Linked DNA regions of Mus musculus: region 2 is linked to region 1. The links are chromatin contacts, called in public Hi-C maps. All regions are on one chromosome and are shown on one strand. The core of a region is the stretch at or near the end of the contact, and the rest is flanking DNA. Distances in the headings are between cores, read along the strand shown.

Region 1 (3,438 bases), core at 322-2,821:
GTATCTCTAGTGCCAGGATTACAGGCACAGCACACTGTGCTCTACTCTTTTTTTTTTTTTCTCCACATCTTAGGGTTTCTATTGGTATGAAGAGACACCATGACCAAAGCAACTTTTTATAAAGGACAACATTTAATTGAGGCTGATTTCAGAGGTTCTGTCCATTATCACGGCACGAAGCATGACAGTGTACAGTCAAACATGTCCTGGAGAAGCCAAGAGTTCTACATCTTGACTCAGAAGCAGGTGGGAAGAGATGCCCTTTTCCAGGCAGCCAGGAGGAGGGTCTCTTCTGCTCTGGCCAAAGCTTAAGCTTTGGACCTCAAAGCTCACTCCTACAGTGACTCACCTCCTCCAACAAGCCCAAACCTACTCCAACAATGCTACACTTCCTAATAGTACCACTTCCCATGGGCTAAGCATATTCAAACCACCACATACAAGTCACATAATTACCCGATAATGCAGTACACATTAGTTCTATCTTCCCTTTTGGAATATGAGCTATGTGAGGAGACAGACTCATTCACACCTCCAACATCTAGTAAGTCTTTCAAAATATATTATTGCCTATGTTTAACCAACAATCTCATTTATTCCTCAAGCTCTGCTAACCAAATGCAGCAGGCAGGATGGCCTACTGGGTAGAACTTGCTGTGCAAGTCTGATGACTCAAATTGAATCTCCAGGAACCCACATAAAGATGGAAGGTGAAGAGGTGACTTCACAAATGTGCCGTCTGACTTTCATAAGCCAAACACACATCACACACGTACATTCATATAGTAATAAAATATAATTCTATTTTTTAAAAAACTGTATTAGAGTCAGTGAGATGGCTAATCATTTAAAAAAAAACAATCGCTATGCAAGCCTGTTAAGTGAGTTCTTATTCCTTAGACCCACATGGGAAGACTCTGACCTTCACATATGCGTTTGTTACGTGTGCCCCTCCCTTATATGTAAGTCAGGACCTCATCCAATCCCTGAATGTGGCAAGCAAAATTGTTGCTTTGTATAGAATGAGAAAAACCTGGATCATAAAGGCAACACTACACCATATCTTGGCCACGTATGAAGAAGGCAGCTAGAACTGACAGGTCACTGGGCCTGTTCGGGGCGGTATGACCCGAAGTTGCTCTCTGAACAACACCTCAGGGTCAGCACAGCAGGTACCGTTTGAGATCGTCAATACACAGTAAAATCTGCCAGGCTCGGCAGCAGGAGCGAAAACACGCTGGGCCAGCGCTGGGTGGGGTGGGTGTGGGAGGCAGTTACATAATTAGCCAGCTCCTGGGCTTTCCTCCCCCGGCAGGGCGGCCCTCACGAGCCGAGCCTCGAGACTCGACCCCAAATAGCTCCAGGAAAAAACCCGGACCGTAGGTGAACCCAGGAGTTCGTCACGAAGATTACATAAGTGGCAGACTCCTGGCAGGAGCAGAGCGTGTCCCGGAGATCCGCGCCCCGATTGGCTGTCCCGAGGCGGCACTGGACACGTGCGTCAGCCTAGCGTCAGCGTGGCGTCATGGGGTTGGGAGGGACTTAGTGGGAAGAGGCGTGTCCAGCTGCTCAGAGGGCTCCCGGATTGGCTGAGAGGCGCAGGAGCCGTCCCTCCAGGCCGGCCTGAGGGCGGCGCCTCGTTCCGGGTGCCCGCGTTGGCTACCGGCTTCACAAAGATGATCATGGCAGCTCGGACCAGTCAGAGGGCCCTGGCGAGGGTGGCATCGGGGTGCCATCCGAAGTCGACCACCGTGACGGAAGCCCCGGCGCGGGGGTCTGCGCGCGACGTCAGGTAGCGAGCGGAGGTTTTCCGGGCGGCGGGTTCGGGACGGGCCTGTGGCCGGGGCGCTGACCCTAGTCGGCTCCGGAGACCCGGGGCGCGGCGCTCGGCCGGCTGGTCTGCGTGCACCTCATATTATCGGGGTGAGTCAGCGACGAGACGGCCGTGGGAGGACGGACAAGCAGCCGGGTCTCCGGCTCCCGCCCTTCCGGTCTCCAAGAGGTGGGCGGCGGCCGTCGGGAAAGTTTAACTGCGCCCGAGAGCGCCGGCTCCCGGGCCGTGGGAGTGCGTGTCCTGGCGGTGAACCGCTTGTCAGACGCTCTCTCACTTGCTGTGGAGTTCTTTGACCCCGGCCACTCAGCGCTTGCAAAATGAAACACAGCCAACAAAGAGGACCTGTTGTTTTTTTCACTACACTGTAACTTTGAGGTCCTGTAACCTTGAAGATGGCTCTGTCCTCGGTTTTCCTGCTTGGTCCTTTAGGTGGAGATGAACCTAGAGACCTGAAGGACACTATAAGTCTACAATGCAGTTTTCTATTACAAATAAGACTGTAATAAAGTATTCTCAAAAATTAAAATTAACTCAGAGTGGCGGCTCACACCTGTAATTTTAGCAATAAAGTCAAGTAAGTATCGCGGTGGGTTCAAGGCCAACCCGAACTACAAAGTGAGCCCCTGTCTCAGGACCAAAAGAAAAGAAAATTGGTATTTGAGATGAATCAATATGTATACATTACAGAGGAGAAAGTCCAACTCTTGCCTGGGTTTCAGAACATTTTGGTTGAATGAAGACTTTAAAATGTCAGCCAAGAGGCCAGGTCTGGTGCTTTGGAGGCCAGCCTGGTCTGTGTAGCTAGTTGCATATCAGCCAGAGCTACAAGGTAAGATTTGTCTCAAAAACAAACAGAAACTAGCAGCCATGCTTCATCTCCAAATCTTACACAAACATGTTGAAACTGTGAAATCGGGTAGTTTATCCTCAAAAGATAGCTTTTCAAGCAGGACATACTGCTTATATTACTGATTAAATGTTGCTTTGCTGCTTATGGTCCGAGGCTCATGCTCAGAAAGTCCATACCAGCCTCAGCCTGGGAAATACCAAGTGACTGGATCTAAAAAAAAAAAAGGCAACAAAAATGGTATATAAATGCATAAAAGTATTACATTATCTTGTGTTCTGGCCTTTAATGTAATATGTTATTTGAGAGAGTAGTTTTGGAATATTAGTGATTACAAAGTCTGTTTTCAATATGTTACAGTACTCACTTGTTAGCTTGACTGTGTATGTAGCTAGTTGTATGGGGCAGTTGAAGGGAGAGGTGCTGGATCTAACCCAGGGCCATGAACATGTCAACCAGCTCTATCATTGAGCTCTCAACCCCTAACGCTTAATAGTGTGTGAAATAGATGTATTGCCCAGAGCAGTATAACCAAATAGGCATACTGATCAGGAAACCTGTTAATTTGTTTTAAGCATATGTGGTTTTCTTAGGAGTATGATCAGGATTAGGTAAGGGTATCTTGTGGGGCTTAAGAAACCAATGTATGAATTTGTTACAAAACCTGGTATTGTATATAAATTTCCCACTCAACTTGACTCTAAGTTCTTCTCTTTAGGAACAGGCATCTTAGTAATTTTTGTGTGTCTTTCTTCTG
Region 2 (3,481 bases), core at 188-2,687, 3.4 Mb after region 1:
CCTTTAATCTCAGCACTCGGGAGGCAGAGGCAGGCGGACTTCTGAGTAAGAGGCCAGCCTGGTCTATAAAATGAGTTCCAGGACAGCCAGAGCTATACAGAGAAACCCTGTCTGGAACAGCCCCCGCCCCCAAAGTGTTTTGTTTGTTTTTGGTAAAATACCAGTTTGGATGTTATGAAGTGTTTGTTTACAGCTATTAAAAAAAAAAAAAAAAAAAAAAAAAAGCTGCTCAGCAGATGACCTCAATTCCCAATTCACCGTCAAGTAAATGCCCACGGTCCCCGCTGACACTCTTACTGCTAGCAGAGGGAGACTGGGAAAATTATGAAAATATGGGAGGAAAGCCTGAGAAGGTAACAGGCGCGCCTTTTATGCCGAGTCAACAAAATTCGGGCTCCACCAATAAAGCCACTCTACTTAACTGTACAGGACAGGCCATGATGTTGAAAATAAAGCTGTTCAGAGCGGAAGTGACGTACAATCTTAGGGTGTTCCCCTCCTGTTTCCTAAAGGTAAACAACTCCCCCGTTACAACTTTGTTTACAAAGGAAATTTTCTATAACTTTTTTTTTTTTGAGACAGGCTCAAAGGGGATTAAAAGGCGAGCGACAGGCAGTACAGCCCGGCCGTCTTGAGTTTTAATGTTACAAAACCTAAGTAAATCCTAAACCTTCTTAAAAATCACTTGTTCCTCGCTCTCACAAGCGCTGTCCCGGTGTGCCTCGTTTTCATTATGCTCGACTTCGCTATCTATCGACCGCCTCTGAAATTCTTTTCTTCGTCGAAGGCGGAAACTACACAGAACTGAGGTGACAGCCTGCTGTGACGCTGTCCCCGCAGCGCCCATCTCTAACAAGATCAGCGACCGCAGCGTGTGGGGCCGGCCTGGTTACCAAGACCTTTCGCTTCAAATATAAAGAAAAACAGCACCAAAACCTGCGCCGTGCCACCGCCGAGAGCAAAACCAGGACCGACCGAGTCCAAGCGAAGGCCGCGCCCTGGCGCCGCCATGGCGAAGGACGAGCGCGGCCTTCCCCCTACCGCCATCTTAGGTCCCGCCGCGGCAGCTCGGGCTCTTGCAGTCGGCCGGCCCTCCTCGGGACGCGGAGCCTGCGGGCATCGTCCCCGCCTACGCAGAAGCCAGCGGCCAGAGCTCCGCAGCCGGGGCACAGAGCCCCTTCGCGTGGCTCCGCCGTGAAGAGCCGCAGCGGGGTCCTTGGAGGCGGCGGGAAGATACAAGGAAAGGCCCTGACAGACACCGCGTCTTACCTTTCCAACCCTGAAGACAAAGCTTGCAAGGCGAAGACAAAGCTTACAAGGCGACGGCGAGAAGTCTGCAAACGATTACGACGATCTCCCAACACAAAATGGTGCGGACAGACGCAGTGCGAGCTTCTTCTCGGAAAAACTGGTGACGTAGATGGGCGGGGCCTATACCGGTCCTGAGTGCGCAGGCGCGGGCCCGCTGCCCAAATGGGCGAGGGATGGAAGGACTTGGTCCTGACTGTCCTTGCTGTGGCTTCTTGAGGATACTTAGACACTACAGGTTACAGTAATAGTATAATCCACGCTCGCTCTCCCTCTCTCCTTTTTCTCTTCCCTCCTGACTGCAACCTTTTAAACTACACCAACAAAGTATCTCTGGTTAGTAACTCAGTGACTACAGTTATGTTGACCTGTCTTAAACTAGTTTTTAGTGGTTGGGTATGACATGCACTGACGCCAAAAATGTTAGAAATGAGCATGGTGGCACACGCCTTTAATCCCAGCACTTGGGAGGCAGAGACAGGCGGATTTCTGAGTTCGAGGCCAGCCTGGTCTACAAAGTGAGTTCCAGGACAGCCAGGGCTATATATACAGAGAAACCCTGTCTCGAAAACCAAACCAAACCAAACAAAACAAAAAGTTAGAAATGGTGGAACAGGAGCGGAATAGTGTAAATAGACAGATTAGTAAGTAGTCTTGAAGACTTTGAGGATGCCCCCCCCCCCCCCATAGTAGCTTCCCCCAGCCTTGAGTAGGCTGGCTTTGACCTTGTTGCCACTGAGAATGAGACTACCTGGGGTGGAACCTTCCAACTTAGATGGCTCTATTGTTCCGTCACCTGCCACTGCTACCTGCTGAGAGGCCCTTTAGATATTCCAGAGACTTCATCCAGCAGATCACCTACAGGCTGGCAACAGGCATCAAGAATGGCTTGGGGGGCGGGGGGTTATGGTTTTGAGACAGGGTTTCTCTGTGTAGCTCTGGCTGTCCTGGAACTCACTTTGTAGACCAGGCTGGCCTCAAACTCAGAAATCCGCCTGCCTCTGCTTCCCGAGTGCTGGGATTAAAGGCGTGCGCCCCACGCCAGGCTTAAGCACAGACTCTTAGTAAACTTGGGGGCCTTGAACAGAAATGTGTCTTGGCCTCCATTATTTCTCTCGCCATTTCCTTCCATACAGCTCCGGCCTCCCACTCAGGAACCCAGTTAGTGTGGCCTCAGGCGGCTTAACTCCTATTTCGCTGGTAACTCTAAAAAGGTAGATATTAGGGGGAGGAGAAAAAGGGGGGTGCGTAGGTATCAGTTTTGCAACTCCTTTGCTTTCACCTTTAAGAGTTAATCTAGACCTGGGCATGGTGGCATATCCCAGCACTAAGGAGGCAGAGACAAGGGTTATCTCTGAGTACAAGTTCAGTGTGGTCTATATCGCAAATTCTAGCCAGAACTAAAAACAGGGGAAGAGGAGGGTGCTGGCGTTGGCTTAACAGGTAAAGACACAATGCCACCAAGCCTACCTGAGTTCAATCTCCAGGAAACACATACTGGAAAGAGAGAATCAATTCCTACACACACACACACACAAATAAAGTATTTTTTAAAGAAATTAAAAAATTTTTTAAAAATTTAAAAAATTTTAAATGTACATGTATGAATATTTTGCCTACATGTATATGTTGGGGTCCAGGAGTTGGCTCACAAACCACACAAACACTGATCTCAGTCAGACAGGGATAGTTTATTGAACATATGCCCTAAGACTGATCGATCAGGGCTGCAGCTCAGAATTCGAGGGCTGAGCCATGACTACAAACATTTCTCAGGGACAGCTTATTAAAACACACACACACACACACACACACACACACACACACACAAAGTGCTGTGAATTCATACCCAGGTGCAGGAAGTGCTGCCCGGTAGTTAGCTCTGACTCCAGCCATTTTAGATGTAACATCTCATATTGACTTTTAACTTGATGGGTCCTACATAAAGCTTTGTGGAATTTCTTAACATTAACAAACCTCATACAGAACATAACAGGATATGTGATCAGCATGACCCTGCTCTGAGTCAAGTTATTCTCTGTGTCAACAACTGGCAGGCACATTACAGCAACAGTATGAAATAGCTGGAGGGCATGGAACAAAATGACTACAGCTATGCAGGGGCCAGACCTCAACATATATATATGCACGCCAATGGATGCTTGTTGCCTAA

Evidence for each region. Hi-C and Micro-C count contacts between places; a contact is called where the count stands out from the background.
Region 2: a contact with region 1 is called in a Hi-C map of uterus, with 8 times the contacts expected there. The contact joins the promoter of Clk1 here to the promoter of Coq10b in region 1. A contact is called at or near these places in 1 of 39 promoter capture datasets (cranial neural crest) and 1 of 484 Hi-C or Micro-C datasets (uterus).

The regions. Positions count from the first base shown.
Region 1 is chr1:55,051,199-55,054,636 of GRCm38.p6, forward strand. It overlaps Coq10b (coenzyme Q10B), which reads left to right and starts at 1,572. Exons shown (of 5, transcript NM_001039710.1): 1 at 1,572-1,792. The coding sequence starts at 1,677.
Region 2 is chr1:58,422,651-58,426,131 of GRCm38.p6, forward strand. Clk1 (CDC-like kinase 1) reads right to left here and starts at 1,438. Exons shown (of 13, transcript NM_001042634.2): 1 at 1,270-1,438.